Linked DNA regions of Zea mays: region 1 is linked to region 2. Evidence: chromatin contacts called from public Hi-C data. All regions are on one chromosome and are shown on one strand. Each heading gives the region's core, a stretch centred on a gene start, on an enhancer-like site or on the middle of the called end of the contact. The rest is flanking DNA. Distances are from core to core; before and after follow the strand shown.

The links. Hi-C and Micro-C count contacts between places; a contact is called where the count stands out from the background.
Region 1: a contact with region 2 is called in a Hi-C map of ear, with 1.9 times the contacts expected there. The contact joins the promoter of LOC109942339 here to the promoter of LOC541910 in region 2. A contact is called at or near these places in 7 of 25 Hi-C or Micro-C datasets (ear, endosperm, leaf and 3 more).

The regions. Positions count from the first base shown.
Region 1 is chr9:121,720,995-121,724,771 of Zm-B73-REFERENCE-NAM-5.0, forward strand. LOC109942339 (ARF guanine-nucleotide exchange factor GNOM) reads left to right here and starts at 2,309. Exons shown (of 2, transcript XM_020544261.1): 1 at 2,309-3,215; 2 at 3,566-3,777. The coding sequence starts at 2,490.
Region 2 is chr9:121,481,562-121,484,954 of Zm-B73-REFERENCE-NAM-5.0, forward strand. It overlaps LOC541910 (expansin-B3), which reads left to right and starts at 2,023. Exons shown (of 4, transcript NM_001305866.1): 1 at 2,023-2,280; 2 at 2,455-2,564; 3 at 3,106-3,290. The coding sequence starts at 2,094.

The DNA.
Region 1 (3,777 bases), core at 1,059-3,558, 240 kb after region 2:
CTATAAAAGGGACCCCTAGAATCATGGAGCACTACATCAAGCATCTATTAAACATTCTACAACCCCGAGACACTGTGACCACGCTTTTGATTCGACAGATTGAGATTCGAGCAAGTGTTTGAGCTGTAATTCCGCTGTGTCATTTCTTGTGCTCCTCTCTCAACTTGTGTGTGTATGTTGCATTGATTTTGTCTCTTGTGTGTGTTACTACTCCCCCTTACTCTTGAGTTCATTTGAGATCAAATTGTGTAAAGCGTGAGAGACTCCAAATTATAGAGATTCCTCACAACCGGGTAAACTTGAGATAAGAAAGAATACAGTGGTATTCAAGTTGATCTTTGGATCACTTGAGAGGGTTGAGTGCAACCCTCGTCCATTGGGGCGCCACAACGTGGAGTAGGCAAGCATTTTACACTTGACCGAACCATAGGATAAAAATCACCGCGTCACTTGTCTGTTTCACTTTACTGTGATTCTATTCTTTCTAGCACGTCTCTTCACTTATAATATTGCTCTAAGTTTAACACTCATCTTGTGAGAGCAATTAAGTGAAGTCATATCTTTTCTCGCTCTTCAGTCAAACTTGGTTTTGATTTTACTAATCCACTTTAGATCAAGTTTGTTTTTGTTGAGCTGTTTTACAGGATCGCCTATTCACCCCCCTCTAGGTGCTCTTAGATTGATAACCAAAGGAGTCATGATGCTAAGGTTGAAGCTTTGGTCTTTTAATTTAAAGCAAGACCGGTATGTCGTGTTCCACCAAAACAAGAATTATCATGAAGCTAATGAAAGATTGGAAATCCTGATGGATCCATCACCTTGTCCCCATTAACCCAATTATTAGAACTCACTACCAAAGTGTTTGTCACAGAATCCACTTTAGACAAAGTGGAGAATTGGATCCTGGTCTAGAGCTTTTGTGTGGTTTTGTTGTAAGTACTTCAAAGTTCCTGTTTTTTGTTATAGCTTTGTAATGTTTCTCCAATAGATAAGTGTTCCCGCTATACAAATAATCTCAACGAGTGGTCATCAAATACCTTACCTTTAAACCTTTTCTTGGAGTTCTGGAATAAGTATACCATACACTCTTTATGTTCAACATTAGGAAAAACTGCACTAACTCCCAACATCGCTGTCTAACCACAATCTATGCGTTTTTTAGACCTTGAACCTATAGCTTCTTTAAGCCTTCCCATGAACCAAGTCCAAATTTTCATTGCTTTTTGAGTCTATCATCCCAATGGAAACATGATACATCATGCCCATCTACTGCACAAGCAACACACAACTGCCCCCCTAAATCTCATAGTTAAAAAGTGCTATACACAAATAGATATGGTTTATCTTATTTTTGATGGTGTGGTGATCAATCACTACAAAGCTACTAGGACAATATTGTTCTATCTGAGCCTTGAACCTACACAAATTATCAAATCTCTCTTGCCAATTACCATGCAATTGATTCAGAGCAAGTTCCTTACCATGGTACACCATTTGTAATGAACATCTACCTTGTAGTGTTCTTTGATATTTCTTTGTAGCTCTGTAGGGCCTAACTTCCTATGATCATCTAGCCAATCTTTCACCTTCTCAGCTACCAAAAACTTAGTTGCTCCTTTCACCTTCCCACCCATCCTTGTACTATTACAATCATGTGGATAAGTGTGCTTTTACCTAAAAATAGGATACATCGAAATTTACTTCCCCATCTACACATACAAAAAGGAACCAAGAGAAAATAAATGCAATTACCTTCATAGTAACAATGTCTCCCATTTCATATGCATGTATCCTCCCTTTGCAGCCCTTAAACCTCAAAGCAAAAGGCTTGACATCTGCTTGGATCACTCTTCTCTACGAGAAACTCTAGTTCTTTTTTGATTGCATGAGATGTAAAGCCATGCATGTTTGGGTATATGCTTCCTACTTTCATAGGCGGATCATCCTTGTCATAAACTTTCAATGGCTGGTGGCATTGTGCCCTTAACCATTTTATCCTCTCCGCTTTGCTCATGGACAGACTCATACTCATGATTTATACCATTATCGCCATAGATTCGTGTGACTCCACCTTTTACAAATTTAGTCAGATTTACGAAAAATATTAACAGCATTTATATATCAAACGTTTTTAGCAATTTATTCAACTAATAGTTATTATATATCCTAAATGTAAATATACAATATATATATATATTTGGTTAAAGTTAAAAATGTTTTTATAAAAAAAGATTTTGAGTAATTCACAGAAACATTTCCAATTAAAAGGATAGAAAATATGTTGGGCTGAACATAACCCGCCCAAAACTTGTATTTTTATTGTAAAGAAAAAGAAAAAAAAAGCAAATAAAGAAACCCTCACGACTTACTAGGAGTTCTTCGCAGTGCACCACAGCAGACCCAGATCTCAACGCGCCCCTTCAGATCCCAATTCCCAGATGCCCTCGCCGTCGTAGCTGCACCCGGACCCCGCGCGCTCGCTCGAATCCATGGGCGGGCTCAGGGCAGCATCGCCATCCGTCGCGGGATCCCGAGCTGTTGCGGGGGTGGGATCCGATTACGCGGCGCAGCGACTGGCGATGGCGTGCGTGCTGGCGTCCGAGGCTGCCACTGTACTCGCCGTCATGCGCCGCAACGTCCGCTGGGCGGACGTCCGCTACGGCGGCGCGGGGGACGACGAGCACCTTGACCACCCGCTCGTCGCGGGGCTCAAGGCTCTCCGCCGCCGCGCTGCCGCGTGGGGCCACGGTCGCTGGACGGGCGTCGAACCGCTCCTCTACCTCCGACCCTTCCTCGATGTCGTCCGCTCCGACGAGACTGGGGCGCCCATCACGGGCGCCGCGCTCTCGTCGTTGCACAAGATCCTCACCCTTGACCTCGTTGGGCCCGGCGCACCAGGTGCTGCCGAGGCAATGGCCGCCGTCGTTGACGCCGTTACGGCCTGCCGCTTTGAGGTCATCGACCCGGCGTCCGAGGAGGCCGTCCTGGCAAGGGTCCTGCAAGTGCTGCTCGCCTGCGTGCGCAGCCGTGCAGCGCTAGCGCTTGCCAACCGCCACGTCTGCACGATCGTCAACACATGCTTCCGCGTCGTGCAGCAGGCTGGAACCAAGGGGGAGCTACTGCAGCGTGTCTCGAGACAGACAATGCAGGAGGTTATACGAACTGTTTTCGCCCGCCTGCAGGACATTGATGTCACCGCGTTGTCCGACGAGCAGGTATGGAGCATTGTTATACTCGCTATTATTTTGCTGTGCTGGTGAACATGGTAAATTTTGCAATAGCATTCCTACCTCAGCATAATAACTCAAGTTACTATTCTTACACACATTGGTCTGAAGTGTAAACAAGTGAAATGATCTAGTTTTTTTTTTTGTCAAACTTAGTTTGAACTAATTGTTGTCATTTGAGCAATACGACCACACCACCTCGCAGATACTGACAGTCTGACACCAAGATCAGTTCTTGTTAGCTTGGAACAAAGCTTTTGTTAGTAGAAACACGGAAGACTCATGTCTTCCTATACTAAATGAATTTTATTAATTTGTCGGTAGCATTTGTAATGCAGGTTGTTGGTTGCAAGAACCAAATTTTGGGTGCTGAGGAGACAGAGAATGGCAAGAGTGACTATGTATGTTTGAATAACTCTGGCGATGAGGTGGGAGATGGTTCTGGCGTTGTGGAAGACAAAGACTTGATGGAGCCCTTTGGGGTTCCTTGTATGGTAGAGATATTGCAATTTTTGTGCTCCCTATTGAACATAGCAGAGGACATTGAGGT
Region 2 (3,393 bases), core at 773-3,272:
ACCATCTCCCGCGCCTTTCACGTTTGATGAGTTGAGGGGAGTTTATTTCATTTATTTGTAAGGTGTGCCCCAGATAATAAGCAGTAGAAACGAGACTGTGTAGCGTTCCAGGAATGGGTCTGGAAGTCGCAAAACAGCGTTCCACCGTTTTAATTGAACCATCAAGCGGCTGGTATGGGGTACAGCCGTACGGGTACGGGCACATAAACTAGCCTGGCTCCCAAATAGGCCCAACTGTTCAACCCCTAGGCTTGCTATTGGGCGCCAACCATGCAACCTGAGCGCTCGAGGGCATAAGGCTCGACCGGCCCGAAACTAAACTAATACCCCAAGGCCCTGATCGAGTTTCCTCATGTACCAGCGACTGGGGCCGTCTTTAGAACCCATGAACTTTATCGTTATTTTCATGAAAAAATCGAAAACGGAAAGAACATACATTTTATCGTTATTTTCAATTCAGGGCATGTTTGGAAACCCTCAGTTTTTAATTCCAAACATACCCCTTTATGTCTCAGTTTCTATAAACTAAGGTATAAACGGATATATTTAAAACCACCTCAGTTTGTAATAAACACCGGATTTCCATTTTCTTAAAAACTAAGAAGCTAGTCTCCTCTATCTAAAACCTAATTATAAAAGTTGAGGTGGTTCTAATTTTCAAACACTATTAACCCGGTTTTTCCCCATATAAACCAGTTTCTATAAACTGGAGATAGAAATTGAATTCTTAAGGACTATGTCGCTTTCAAACAGGGCGTTAAGGTCTGTTTGGTATGGTTCCAGAGCAAAACTCCAATGAGGAGCTGGCCCAGAGCATGCCAAACACTCTAACTCCAGAGTGGTAAACTCTATAGAGTTTTTTTGGAGCTGCAGTACAAATTTTTGGAGTGCCTCTTTTGCTGCTCCGAAAACTCCAAAAAAGTAACCTAGTCATGGAGGTTTGAGTTATTTAACTGTCACTAGAGCTGAGCTGCTCCACACAGAGTTTCAGAGTAGAGCTACTCTTGGATGGAGCTGAGCCATGCCAAACACGCACTTAGGCCACATTCACTTCGCAGCGTGTGTTGACACGCCACTGCGCCTTTGTTCCAAAAATTAGTCGGACAGACAGCGAGTGAGCAACAGTGCAATGACAAGGTGTTCAGCCATTCACCCACCGTAGCTTTTCGTACGTGAAACTGAAACGGATTAGGCGCCGCTTCCAACCCATCCCAGCTCCTCTGCGTACTGCTGGCTAGGTAGAAACATGTGCATGATTCAGGGGGTTTGGTACACCAGGATCCATATGCAATGATTACCCAACAATTATAGGCCCCTCCCATGTTTGTAGACCTGTCCTCCTTCCTTCCGTGTATCCAGCGGTGCACACGAATCTCCCGCTCCTAACACTGCATACACCAGACAAGAGTGCTTATTAGGGCATGTACAACCTAGATACTGCTGCACGGTACTCCAAGTATAAGACACAACTAAAACACAACATAATATAGTGGTCATGTCTAAAACATGTGTCTTACAATATTCATTGTACCAATCAGAGCATTCAATAAATTAAAGTGATCAATCAGCTAGTCTCTTGTCTCAAACATATAGCCAAGATACTGTGTCTTTGTCAAGATACATGTCTTGAGTTTTTTTATATTCACCCCCTAGACACACTCTAAGACACAATTTAAGATACTCATTGCACATGCCCTTACGCACAGGATTAAGAACTCCCGAGAATCAGAATCCCGTGTACGAGCCGGTCCTGCCAACCCTCGATAATACACACACCGTGCGATAACTGCCAAGAGGGCGCCGTGTTAATTTTTTTTTTAGTAGTTCACTCGTGAGTCGTGACCCGAACCATCCGCTTCTCGCATGGTTTGCTCCATAGCCATGTGAGATGTGACCGCGCGCCCCTACCAAAGGCCGAACCACCACCACCTCGTCGACGGGCGCGCTGCCTTCCTTGGAGATTATTCTTTTCCAGTCTATAAATACCCCGGCCGGCAAGGTGCTCCTTCCAGATCACAGAACTCCTCCTGTCGGCCAGAGTCCTAGTAGCACTCTAGCTAGAACGAAGGTAGCTATATATCAAGATTCAAACAATGGCGTCCATCTCCTCCTCCAAGGTGCTCGCACTTGGTGCGCTCATCTTCTCCTTCCTTGTCACGTATGCCTCGTGCGCTAGACCGGTCAACTTCACAGCCTCAGACTTCACCGCCGATCCCAACTGGGAGGCTGCCAGAGCCACCTGGTACGGCGCGCCCACCGGCGCCGGCCCTGACGACGATGGTGAGTAGTGAGTACGTGTATATATAGACGACGTCGACGTCGTTTGCATTGCAAAAGGCGCAGGATCGCGTCTTTTGCTTTTGGGATGTATATATACTCTACTCTCTATACTACTGCATGCATGTCGTGCTGTTGGCCTAACGCACGGTGTCCGCCGCGTGCATTGATGTGCAGGTGGCGCGTGCGGGTTCAAGAACGTGAACCTGCCGCCCTTCTCCGCCATGACGTCGTGCGGCAACCAGCCCCTGTTCAAAGACGGCAAGGGATGTGGCTCCTGCTACCAAGTACGTATTAGCTAGCTAGCTACATTAATTGGCCAGACGAAGATCCCTTCCTTTAATTTGGTGCCGGCTGGACTTAAGCTTTGTTTGGGTACTCTAGTATTGACCTCAATTCACATGTGTTGAGGTGGATTGAAGTGTAAATTTGTTTAAGTTACACCCCAATCCACCTTAACACATGTGGATTGGGATCAATATTAGGATCCGTTCGTTTCTGCAGGATTGGACCAAGAATTGTTCTTGTTGATCAAAACTTATACAAATTAGAGAAACAATCTGGGTCGAAACAGTTCCAGTCTTCTATTCCCTATCAACCGAACGGACCCTTAGAGTATCCAAACTAGACCTTAATGGAAACGAAAAGCTCGAGCATAAGTAGTTTTTCGGTTTTTTAACCTCTAAAATTAATAGTTAGCTACTACAAATTAGTTATCATTAGTTAATACCATAGTTAATTGGTAGCTACCTAGTTCAATAGTTCATTAGCTGTCTAACTATTACCTTTCTAAATAGGGCCTAACAAATCCTCTCTTTTTTTTTCCAGATACGATGCCAGAACCACCCTGCCTGCTCCGGTAACCCGGAGACGGTGATCATCACCGACATGAACTACTACCCGGTGGCCAAGTACCACTTCGACCTTAGCGGCACGGCGTTCGGCGCCATGTCCAAGCCCGGCCGCAACGACGAGCTCCGCCACGCCGGCATCATCGACATCCAGTTCAAGAGGTGGGTGCGGCCCGGTATCGCCGTATCGTCGTCATTTGCAACTGCACATGCACTGCACGTTGCACAGCAGAACCACGAACCCACAGTCTGCAGTGCAGGCCCC